2 separate regions of the Sus scrofa genome follow, and region 2 is linked to region 1. Evidence: chromatin contacts called from public Hi-C data. All regions are on one chromosome and are shown on one strand. Each heading gives the region's core, a stretch centred on a gene start, on an enhancer-like site or on the middle of the called end of the contact. The rest is flanking DNA. Distances are from core to core; before and after follow the strand shown. Region 1 holds the start of ST7L (suppressor of tumorigenicity 7 protein-like). Region 2 holds the start of DDX20 (probable ATP-dependent RNA helicase DDX20).

Region 1 (6,036 bases), core at 1,283-3,782:
TATTTAGTTCATAACCCACCTCCCACTACCCTCCACAACATATAATAGTCTTTTGTATGCAAATTAATACTGCCAATCTCCAAAAGTGGAGAGGAAGTTGTAGTGTTTTTCAAATGTTTTCACACTGGAGTTCCCGTGGTAGCTCAGTGGTTAACGAATCCAACTAGGAACCATGAGGTTGTGGGTTTGATCCCTGGCCTTGCTCAGTGGGTTAAAGATCCGGTGTTGCCGTGAGCTGTGGTGTAGGCTGAAGACATGGCTCAGATCTGCGTTGCTGGGGCTGTGGCATAGGCCATCGGCTACAGTTCTGATTAGACCTCTAGCCTGGGAACCTCGATATGCCGCGGGAGTGGCCCTAGAAAACGCAAAAAGACCAAAAAAAAAAAAAAAAAAAAAAAAGAAAGGAAAGTTTTTACACACTTTGAGAATGCTGATTTATAAGTATTTATAATTATTATAATAAACATATGAAGAGATTTGACTTTTAGATAAATACCAAAGGAAATGAAAACTACTTACAAATATTAGCCCTGATATCAAAGAAGATGTCCCTGTAAGTGCCACATAGAATTTGGGTGTCAATGAATTTAAAAAGACTGTCACTGCCAAAAAGAAAAAAAAAAAAATTAAAGTTTAAAAAAGTACGACGTACTCAAGTTACAAATATGTGGGTGTCTTTGCGTGGAGGAAGAAGAGTATTATTAATATCTAGTATGAGATTTGAGAAAGTTGTAATTTTTTAAAAACTACTTTAAATTCTCACTGTATCATATCTTCAACTTGCCTTCACATATGTAAGGATAGGATTTTACACTGACTGTTAAATAAGCTGATTTGTTAAATAAGCAAATTAGATAATTTACCTTGCTTTTGAGAATAAAACCAAGAATATACAAATCATAATTTACACAAGAACCTTTGCAATTCCATGAGGATAAGCTAAACCAACATCCTGTTACAAAGGTTTAAAACTACTCCCTAATTATCTTGGTTAAATACAAACCAGTGTTTCAAATTAGAGGGAAGGAAACAGTGTATTTGGTATGTCAGCTAGAGAAGCAAAAGAGCCTAAAGAGAATAGCAACAAACTAAGGAGCTCCCAGACCTGATTCACTGAAAACCTGGACCAGATTCTTCACTTCAAATAACTATCTCATAAACACTTTGGGTTTTAGAAATAAATAGAAATCTATAAAGTCATTGACTCTCATCTAAATGGTGTATCTAGTTAATATGTAAAATAAGATAAAATAAAATAAAATAAAACCGATATACTCAATAAGGAACTTTTCACTGAGTGTACAAACCACAAAACTTCATTAACCTGTAACAGAAACATCAAATTAGCTTTTTCATTCTAAGAAGGCCAATTTATTATGTTTTAGTGTTAGTTGTATCTGAATTTCCATACTATTTCTTAAAAAATCCGAAATATTTCAGAACATTATCTCACAGTCTTTCGATTGAAAAGGAGACATTTGCCTTCTCTTGCTACAGAAAAATAAACTACGGTGCTGTCAGTCACAATCCTCACAAAACAGAAATACTTCCATCTTAATCTGAGGTTGCCAACTTGTAATGACATAAAAAAAGGCCCTGGCTCCCATCCACTTTTCCTGGCTACAGCTAAAGAATAATATTTGCAGAATCCAAGCGATCATCACCTCTTACACGTCTTCTGTCGGCACCACAAATGTCGAAAGAACTAAGAACCCACTGCTGTTTGTGGCTCTTTTTCTTTTGACTTCCTGTACTATTCTATTCTATTACTCAAGATAAAGCCTAAAACAGAACGGACAAAAACAGCACGAAAACAATTTCTTGACAAAACTATTTTAAAACATGAGAATGGTTGGCTAGGATCGTGGTGTTTTCTTTCTTTTAGATTTTTGTTGTCTGGGTATATGGATTCTCAGTTGAGCGGCAGGAGAATTAAAGGAACTTTTTTCAAGGCATCCTACCAGTGATGGGTGTTTATAAATTCTGCATCCAAGTCTGAAAACGCTCTCATCTGTCCTACCACCTGAAGCTTACAGTTTTTCAGGTGCGTTTTTGCTCGGGTGAACAACTGACGAGAGAGGGCGGAACTTCAAGAGCTCTAGGGAGGAGCCGGTAGCTGCAGCTCAGGTTTGACAATCAGCTGCGAAGCGGAGACCCAAGAGAAAAAGAACCCACTCGCTCACCGGCTCATTCTACGAAGCCCTCCAAAAACTATTGAGAATCTCTGCCCTTTGGTCCTCGCCCCCCGCACCTCTCCTGGCCCCCTTCCCGCCCTCGGGGAGCTCTGGGCCTCTCACCCGCTGCCAAATTCTCACACAGCCTCAGCGGGACCCTTAGAGCGTAAAGCAGCCCCAGCCCCGCCACGAACCACAGCGAGGCCCCAGTGCCCGCCAGGCCGGCGCGTAGCCGCTCCCTCCAGCCCAGCGAAGGGCTCAGGCCGGGAGCAGGTGCTGGAGGAGATGCCGCAGCAGTTGCTGCTTCACCTACGCCGTCACCGTCCGCCATCTTGCCGCTCTCGCAGGCGCCGCGAGTTGGGAGGGTTAGAAGGGCAGGAAACCGGGAGTCGGGAATCCTGGGATAGTGGAGGACCTGAAGTTGGCCTCCGTGAAGGCTGAGAGCCCCAGGGAGCCAGGACCGAGAAGATTTGGAAGGTGGAGGAGTGTTCCAAAATAGGGCTACCTATTCCTTCCGAGGGCGGGAAGGGCCGGATAGCGGCAGCTATTGGACGGAGATGTGACCCCGAAGTGAAGTGTTTTGCCTCCATACGAGTGAGTCACGATTCACCCCATCCCTGGGGTTGAAAAGCCACCGACCGTTTCAGAGTCCGAGCAGTACTCAGCCCTTTGGACTCGGCTGCATGGATAGCTTTGGTACTGGGAAAATCTACCGGAGCAGCAACTGCCGTTTGGTCAGCTGGAGCGTGGGCGCCAATACCAGTCGAAACACGCACCTAGCGTCCCACAGATGAATGGGGAAATGAATGCAACTCAGTGCGAAAGATACTAGACTTAAAGTTATTTTAGGCAAGCCGACTTACTGGAGTCCCGGCGCCAAAGCCATCCCCCCGCCCGTAACTGACATGGCGCCCTCGCGGTCAGCGTTTCCGGGCGGGTCCTTCCGACGGCTTTCGCTGTGATTCCATCACTCGGCTTCCTTCCCGGCCTGCCTCGCGCCAGGCCCCGGCTCAGCCAGAGCAGCCCAAGATGGCCGACTTCGAGGATCGGGTGTCGGATGAGGAGAAGGTAAGGGGTCCGCCTTTCTCTCACCTGCTCCCGCGACAGGGAACCGCGCCCCGACCTGGCTGACGTGGGAACCCTGGCTGTGCCCCCAGGAGAAAGAAGCCTCTCGGCCTGTGCTGGCATATGCTCTCCGCAGTCGGGACGCTTCCTTCTTGAGGGGCTTTCCTCTGCCTCACGGTGGCCCCAGTTCCCCATTCCTCAAGTCTCTTTTCCTCCGGGCCTGAGGCACAGCCCAGTGGCCTTCCTGCGAGAGAAGAGACTCCGTTATTGAACCGTGACCATGGGCTCTTTTTTTTTTTTTTTTTTTGTAATTATAGAGAGGGGGCGACAATGGTCGCGACATAGGCAGTTATTTTACCGCCTTGAGCTGTTGGGGCTCACCCCATCCCCCCATTTTAAGGTATGATTGGGGCTAGTTTAGGGCGAGTCACTTCCTGGTCGGGGTGGCCTCTTAACTTCCCCTTTACTCCTCCTTCCTCAGGAAGTGATTTTGCTGTCACGATTCCTCGACTGGGAGAGGTCCCTAAAATGTTGGCTGACTATCCACACACACCTCTCTTCCCACATACTATGGGCTGAACTAATAGGCAGTAATAAATGTGTGAGCCTCAGAACATTTGCTTCAGAATTTGAACTTCCCTGTAGACACTCCCTGGATTGTATGTATACGCTTCCCCCCCGCCCGTGATTCCATCCCTTGCTTCTTACATCCTCTTAACGATATTTTCTGAAAAATAATTTTCAAATTTTTTTGTTAACAAATCAAGAACAGCCAACGGATTTTTCCCTTTAACTCAAAGGTTTTATGTAGAACATACTACTCATGTTAACACATTCAAGTCTGGACAAAGCATCTTCTTTGATGCTCCACTGTGGTGTCTTTGATTATAGTTGAACTTGAGAGTGTGCAATTTGTGCACTTACTTATTAAAAAGTGTCTTAAATACAAGAGAATATTCTACCTTAGGTGGAATAACTTTTTTCCTGACAGCTGCACACCTTAACAGTTTGTCAGGCCTTTTAGTAACTATGTTAAAGATTTTAGAACCTCTGGAAATTACAGTAATTTCACTACATAACAGGACAAGAATTATGTCTTGTTTCACGCAGTGGCTTTTACAAAATGTGCACTCTTGAATGCTCTGTAAATGTATCTGGCCTCTTTCCTTTTTTAATAAGAGAGATTGGGATGAGAAGGGGACTATTTACCATCCAAGAGTAGTCAGTACAGAACAATTTGGTATGACATACTTAGATATACCATGTCATTTTGAAATGCTGAGGAATATGCTAAACAGAAGCCATTGAACAACACTTCAACATTAGATTTTTCTCTTACTTGGAAATTGATTCTCATAAATATATAAGATTTGGGGGAAAAGGGCATTTTATATTGTATGTGAACTTATTGCTACCGGGAAAACTATAATAAAATATTTATAATGTTTATTCTAAAGCAAGCAGTTATGAGTCAGATGAAATTAAATTACAGAGAAAATCATGGGCTAACAGAACATTTGGTAGCCCAGCCGATGCTCTACTTACCTTAAGCAAAAATGCTATTACAGGAAAATTTCGCTAAGAATTTAGATAACAATTCTGTTCCCAAGCAATACTACGTTTACCAATGTCGAGTTTTTGCTTCTTGAAACAGTGTTAGAATGCCTTTTTTTTTTTTTTTTTTTTTTTTTTTTTTTTGCTATTTCTTGGGCCGCTCCCGCGGCATATGGAGGTTCCCAGGCTAGGGGTCGAATCGGACCTGTAGCCACCGGCCTATGCCAGAGCCACGGCGACGCCGGATCGATAACCCACTAAGCAAGGGCAGGGACCGAACCCGAAACCTCATGGTTCCTAGTCGGATTCGTTAACCACTGCGCCACGACGGGAACTCCTAGAATGCCTTTTTAATTAAACTTGGGGAAAAAAATATGTGTTTCAAAGTGCAAATTAAGATATCTTTGGATATTGACAGTGTTAAAATCAGTAGCATTAATAGCTTTGATTTTATAACAGCGGATCTGTGACCAATTTTCTGATACCTCCCAGCATACTTCTTTTAATGCTTAGTTTTAGTAATGATGGAGCAAGCAAATCGTAATTAGTAAGTTAAATCTACTGCCAGAAAATGTTGATGAATTTCATATTCAGTGCACAAGTTTTAGATTAGCTATCTTGTCTTTGTTAGTGTAGATAATTAAAAATAGCTGATTTTTTAAAAATCTCATATAATAAATTCATAGGATTTGAGATTACTGAAATTTTGTTAGGTTTTTATTTCCAGAGATGAACTGATCTGTATTTCTCTGTTGTGGCTCTTTATAAGTAAAAAGAAAGGGCTTTGACTTGTAAGGTTACTTTAATTCCTCTTCAGCTTTGTACCTAACCTACCTTGACCTCTTTACCTCCAGGCTCCTGATGCCTTTTAACTGAATTCAAAAATTGAAAAATTATTTTTCCAAAAAGACTTGCTGATATGAATATCTTAGCATTCATAAACAAGTGACCCTTAAGTGAGATTCTTGTTGTAGAAAACTTTTACAACCAAGGCACCATTACAAACAAGTTATTTTCAGCCTTAGTTTGTGTTGATTCTTCTTTGAAGGAACTGTAACATTTTCATTTTTTTCTTTTTAAATAAGACTTCAACTGCATTCGATAGGATTTTTTTAATGCATGTGTGTCATGATGCCAAATACATTTTAATACTGCTTTTTATTTTTGTTACGTTTTCTGAAAGCAGTGAACCCAGAGGTGAATTTGGTGGCAATGGTCTCTGATTTCCTTGCAAGTACTTCTA
Region 2 (6,036 bases), core at 1,693-4,192, 810 kb before region 1:
ACTCTCTCCCACATGACAGCCGCACTTTGAGCAACTAGGGCCTTGAAAAATGTCAGTACTGCATGATTTTACACCCCCTCTGTTACTTGCATATTTCCTCCACGATCAGAGCTACCTGTTTGCCTCTCTCTTTCTTCCTGGGGGCAAATGCTCTGTTTATTTTTATCCCATTTTTGTACCTCCAGCTTTTGGCTGATTGATATTAAGCGTTTAGAAGATTTCTGTTGAAAGAGGGAATAAAGAGATGTTTGCAGAGGGAGTGCAAATAATAACATTGTCTACCCTTTGTTTCTTTAAGGGTCAAATGAAAAACACTGCCTCTAAAAACCTTCGTTTCTTCCCTTCTTTCCACATACTTCCATGGATCTTCACACCTGGGTGAGCCGCCTTACGTCCCTGGTATTTTTTGTTGTTTGTTTTATGGCCGTACCTGGGGCACATGGAAGTTCCCAGGCAAGGGGTTGAATCCCAGCTGCAGCTGCCGGCCCATGTCACAGCCACAACAAAGAGGGATCCCAGCCATGTCTTTGACCTATGCTGTAGCTTGCAGGAATACCAGATGCCCAACCCACTGAGCGAGGCCAGGGATTGAACCTGCATTCTCTTGGATACTAGTCTGGTTGGTAACCTGCTGAGCCACGATAGGAGCTCCCCTGTCTGTGTTTTTATTTACATTATGTTCCTTCCTTTCGGCTGCAGAAACCTCCATTGTGAAATGATTGCTTAGGACCACTTGAACCTGAAAATCCATTCTGAGTCTCTGTTTTACTCTGGCTTCTTCAGTTCATAGAAGCTTTCCCTCTTCTTGTTTCCAGGTGGACAGAACAGCAGAAAAAGAGGCTGGGGTCCCATTGTGATTTTATCCTGAGGGAGGCCGGGAGGCAGACAACAGTCCAACAGGTTTCTGTGTCTGTTACTCTCATGCTTTACCTGGTTCTTAAATGGTCTATAAAACCTTTATGTTTTAACTTTACAGCACTAAAAATTATGACCAACAACATGATTATAATTTTTAACCACTGAGGAAAAATTTCATTAATTTGTGTTTTTAGTTACGGCAATAGAATTCATCCCTAGTAACATTACTGCAATATTCGTGTCCATAAAACTGTAAACAACAAAAGCAATAACACAATGTCTATAAAACTATAAGTGTTCTTCTCTGGGAAAGTAGGGTTTTTCTCTTGGGATGAGAGCTGGCTTTTTCATGGGTGATTGGTATGAGTTCTACAGAACTATTGCTGGGAGCATGAAAATCCGGCTCCATAAAAATCAGTTTGAGCAAGAAAAGGTCCACTCTTCAAAGTTGATTAGGTCCACCAAGGGCCTGGTACTGGGCTGGAGGGCATAGGGCAATGAAATTTCCATCCTTTTGAAACTCGTAGCTTAGTGAGAAGGATGGAGATTTAAAGAAGTAAACAAAAGACAAATAAATAAATAAATAAATAAATAAAGAAGTAAACAGAACAAAGTAAGAGCTGGGCTGGAATCATTTATTGTGAGAAGTGGGAGCCTGGAACTAAAAAAAGGCTGTCAGAAGGAACAGGATCTGAAGCTGGACCCAAGCAACCTAAGATATCCACTGAAGAAAGATCACTCCAGCACCTGTGGGTGGGTGGCTGGGAGAGAAGAAACCCTGCCTGGGGGGGGGGGAATTATTCAGGAGGTTGTTGCAACAGTTACCATGATGAAGGGACCTAAGAATAGAACAGATGCTATGGAGACTGGAGAAAAGAAATGGATGAAATACTTGGAGGCAAAATTACCAGCCCTCGCGTAATTGTTAGGGGAAAGGGATAGTGGAGGGTGGAATATAGAGCAAGTCCCAGGTTTGGGATTTGGGGATTAGGTAGATGAGGAAAGTGGGGTACTTACTAAGAGAAAGTGTGGAAAGCCCACTCCCAACAGCCCTCCTTCTTTCATATGAACAGCTGACATTTTCTCAATGTTCTGTAAATTTCTAAGAAAAAATGCATCCTGAAGACCCCTTTCCAATGGATTGCCATGCCAAAGTCCCTCCTACACCCTTTGGAATCTGAATTGAGTGTGTGTGTGTGTGTGTGTCTCGGAGAAGGGAAGAATGAGACCAGTGAGAGAGAATGACCAGAATTATGGTATAAGGACAAAGGAAAAAGTTAGGGTTCGGTGCAGAATAACTTTAGATTTGGAACTGTGAAAAGGTTTGGTTCCAGAAATCCTTACACTTGGAGGACTTTGTTATCGGAGCTCGTTTATTCAGTAAATATCGAGCACCATGTCGGACTGGTTTTTTCTGATGAGAGATACTGCAGAGAACAAGAGAGAATAGGTCCCTGCCCTCATACAGTGGGGGAGACAGACAATAAACACAAATGACTTCAGCTAATGCTAAGTACCATGAAGAAAAATAAAGCAGAAGGGATCAGAGAGTAGGGGGAAACGCCAGGGAGCCGCCGGGATGGGGGAGCTATCTCAGGGTGTTTAGGAAAAGTCCTCTTTGACAAGGTGACATCTGAGCAGACTTAGGTAAAGACTGTTGTCATCCATGAGATGCCGGTGGGGAAAGGACAGAAGCTACACACAGAAAACGCTAAATCTGAGCTATCAGACATCGAATGGAGGTGTTGAGAAGGAGGTGGATGTAACAGGTCTGGAGTTGAGAGAGGCCTAAGGTGGAGATATGGATTTGGAAGTTGTCAGCACAATTTAATTTACTTCGATCAGACCTCACTGTGTGCCAGGGGCTGGGGCAGAGATGAGTACAGCGGCACGTGAGGAGGCTGCAAGTTGGGGCGGGCCAGGGATGGGGATCGGGAGGAATGGACGGCGGAGCCGAGGTCCGGGGGCGGGACCGTGACGCACTGGGCGCATCACAAAAGGCAGCATTGTGAGGCTGGCGACGGGGCGGTGCACGGCTGGGAGGACCCGCCCACAGAGGGCTGGGGGGGCGGGGCGGCGCTCCCACCGTGAGCGCGCGGCGCCCTCTGCAGGCCGCAGGCGGCGGCGTCACACAGGTAGCCTCAGTCTCCCTCTCCTCCCTTTTCCCGCCTTCCTCAGGCCACAGTTTTTCCTTGTAGCTGCTGTTTCCGAGTCTTTCTAAGCCTCCGACTTCCGTCCCTTGCCCCTCCTCTTCGAGGCCCGCCTGTCTGTGTCTTCGCGGGAAGACTGCCAATAAAGTTTTTCCTCTTCTCGCTCTCAGGCGCCTCGCCTCGCCCCCAAATACCGCGAGATCCGGCGGCGCGGCTCCCATGGCGGCGGCGACGACGGAAGCCCCAGCGGCCTTAGCGACCGTGGAGCCTGCGATGCCCGCGGAACCTGCGATGCCCGCGGAGCAGGTGGCCGGGCAGTTCTCGGCCTCAGAGCCAGCCTCCCTGCCCGTGCGGAGCCTTCGGACGGCTCACGACGTCGGCGGCCCGCGGACCCGCACCGGGGACGTGCTGTTGGCAGAGCCGGCGGACTTCGAGTCGCTGCTGCTGTCCCGGCCGGTGCTGGAGGGGCTGCGGGCGGCCGGATTCGAGCGACCGTCGCCCGTGCAGCTCAAGGCCATCCCTCTAGGGCGCTGCGGACTCGGTGAGGGCGGGGGCCCTGGAGGGCGGGAGGGAGGAAGGGGGGCAGCGGCGGCTGGGCCCGCGGCGAGGGCGGGGGACGCCCCACGCTCGCGAGCCTCAGTTTCTGCCTCTGTCAAACGGAGGCTCAGTCCTGAATTTGAAGGTGATTAAGGTCCATTGCACACCGACCAGTGGGTCTAGGCTTGAGAGGATAAACGGTAGTAAGGATCTCATCCTGGATTAGAGTAGGCCATAAATGCAATGACAAGAGTCCTTAGAAGAGAAGGGAGACGGAGAAGAGAGCCATGTGAAATGGAGGCGGAGATCGGAGTTAATGCGCTCCAAACCAAAAAATGTCTGGAGGCATCAAAAGCTGGAAGACACAAGGAAGGATTGAACCAGTGAACTTTTGGAGGGAAAGTGGCCCCGCTGTTTTCATACTTCTAGCCTCCAAAACTTTGAGGACATAAATTCCTGCTTTCTAGGCCAGAAGAAAAAAAATAAAAGAAATAAATGATAGAGGTCCAGAGAGGAAGCATGTGTCTGGATATGGCCTCATACCTTTTTTTAAGAGTTAACTTAAAACGAAGGTGCTAACGTTAGGTGATTCCTGGAGACCGTTCTAGTTCTGGGATTTCATGTTGGTACCTCATCTTCCGTCTGTCCTAGCTAGTGATAATTTTTTTTTTCCTCCTCAGATTTAATTGTTCAAGCTAAGTCTGGCACTGGGAAAACCTGTGTATTTTCCACCATTGCTTTGGACTCTCTTGTCCTTGAAAACTTAAGCACCCAGGTGAGTTTAGCTCAGAGGACCCAAAGGAGGGTATGTTATGTGGATTTTACTACAGGGCAGATGAAATACCAGTAACTCATCAGAGGTAGAAGTAAATTTGGTGAATGACTGCGTTAAGACATATGGAAAGTAGGCATTGAGGCTGTTGAGTGGTGGTGGTGCGAATGGTGACCATTATACATTATGTTATTATATATTATACATTATATTGTGTTACAGAAACTTGGACATTTCTGTCATTACTCCTGTTAAATAAAATAAATCTGCCAAGTGTGTCAGTTTTGTCATTACTTGAAACTACAGATAAGGAGTCTTTGTTCTTTTATTTGCTCCTGGGTTGTAGTGAGGTTTAGCATTTGGCCTGATTCATGGTAATGAGGTGCTGATAATTGCGGGTGGTTCTTCCAGTGAATGCATCATATTGATCTCCCTTCTTCTGGGTTCTTTCTGAGTAGATCTAAGAGAGCCTTACCTAAATTAACAGGGATTGGATTTGGGGATCATTTCTCTCCAAAGATTTGTTGAGCCCCTGTTATGTATAAACAGTATGCCAGGCACTGGGGATACGAAGATGAATCAGTTAGGATCCTTATACTCTTACCGTGTGATTATGCAGTTACGACAGACTGTATTTCAAGTTCTCAGTCATGTAAATCTGATGGTGATTCTTCAGCAGTGTTTTTTAACCCAGATACCCATATTCATCTTCTGTAAAGCTTTTTTTTTTTTTTTTTTTTGTCTTTTTGCTATTTATTGGGCCGCTCCCACGGCATATGGAGGTTCCCAGGCTAGGGGTCGAATCGGAGCTGTAGCTGCCGGCCTACACCAGAGCCGCAGCAACACTGGATCCAAGCCGTGTCTGCAACCTACACCACAGCTCACGGCAACGCCGGATCGTTAACCCACTGAGCAAGGGCAGGGACCGAACCCGCAACCTCATGGTTCCTAGTCGGATTCGTTAACCACTGCGCCACGATGGGAACTCCCTGTAAGGCTTTTTGAGTCCTACCATCTCTCTGCCCAATCCTGAGTGATGCTGCACATAGTCCCACTTCCCAAGGACCTCCGCTAGTCTCATGACTTGAGATAGAAGTAGTTGAGATTTTGGCTTCTGACAATTTGCCAGCAGGTCAAATGCCTAAGCTCTGAATGAGTTCCATAAGTAAGATTTTTTATTAACTTAAGATCTTTGTGGTATCAAAGTCATGCATATTCATTTTTGAAAATTGGGAAAATTCTGAAAAAGGAGAAGTACCCAAACCAAAATATAATCTCACCCAGAGAGAAACTGCTATTCACAGTTTGGCGTATTTTCTTCTAGTCTTTTTAAGCGGTTTTTTCCTTCTCATAGTTGAGAACATGTAATTTCACCTTCTTTTCTTACAGTCGTTGTATTGCACAGTTTTCACCACGGCTCTCAAGGCCTTTCATGACCGAGCCTCTGGAGCTAGATCTCTGACCCTGATTTGGTTCAGCCACATGGGCCTCCTTGCTGGTCCCCAAAACACCAAGAACCCTACCATGTTAAAGCCTTGGCATTTGCTGTTTCCTCTTCCTGAAAATAATTCCCTGGGTGTCCCAAGCTAGCTAGCTCTATGGGTACATTTAGGTCTCTGCTCAGAAGTTCTCTCTTTAGAGGGGCCTTCCTTCACTGCCCCATTTAAAATGCCTTCTTCCCTTCCTTTGTCTTTCTCTTTTCCCTATTTTATTTTCTTC

The links. A called contact is a pair of places that touch in the nucleus more often than the background predicts.
Region 2: a contact with region 1 is called in a Hi-C map of embryonic fibroblasts, with 2.0 times the contacts expected there. The contact joins the promoter of DDX20 here to the promoter of ST7L in region 1. A contact is called at or near these places in 1 of 47 Hi-C or Micro-C datasets (embryonic fibroblasts) and 1 of 2 datasets of contacts at active chromatin or transcription factors (alveolar macrophages).

What each region holds. Positions count from the first base shown.
Region 1 is chr4:107,818,974-107,825,009 of Sscrofa11.1, reverse strand. It overlaps ST7L (suppressor of tumorigenicity 7 protein-like), which reads right to left and starts at 2,532. Exons shown (of 17, transcript XM_013988151.2): 1 at 2,298-2,532; 2 at 520-602. The coding sequence starts at 2,505. CAPZA1 (F-actin capping protein subunit alpha 1) reads left to right here and starts at 3,204. Exons shown (of 10, transcript NM_001097454.1): 1 at 3,204-3,242. The coding sequence starts at 3,204.
Region 2 is chr4:108,633,288-108,639,323 of Sscrofa11.1, reverse strand. DDX20 (probable ATP-dependent RNA helicase DDX20) reads left to right here and starts at 2,942. Exons shown (of 12, transcript XM_001928544.4): 1 at 2,942-2,993; 2 at 3,179-3,549; 3 at 4,226-4,320. The coding sequence starts at 3,228.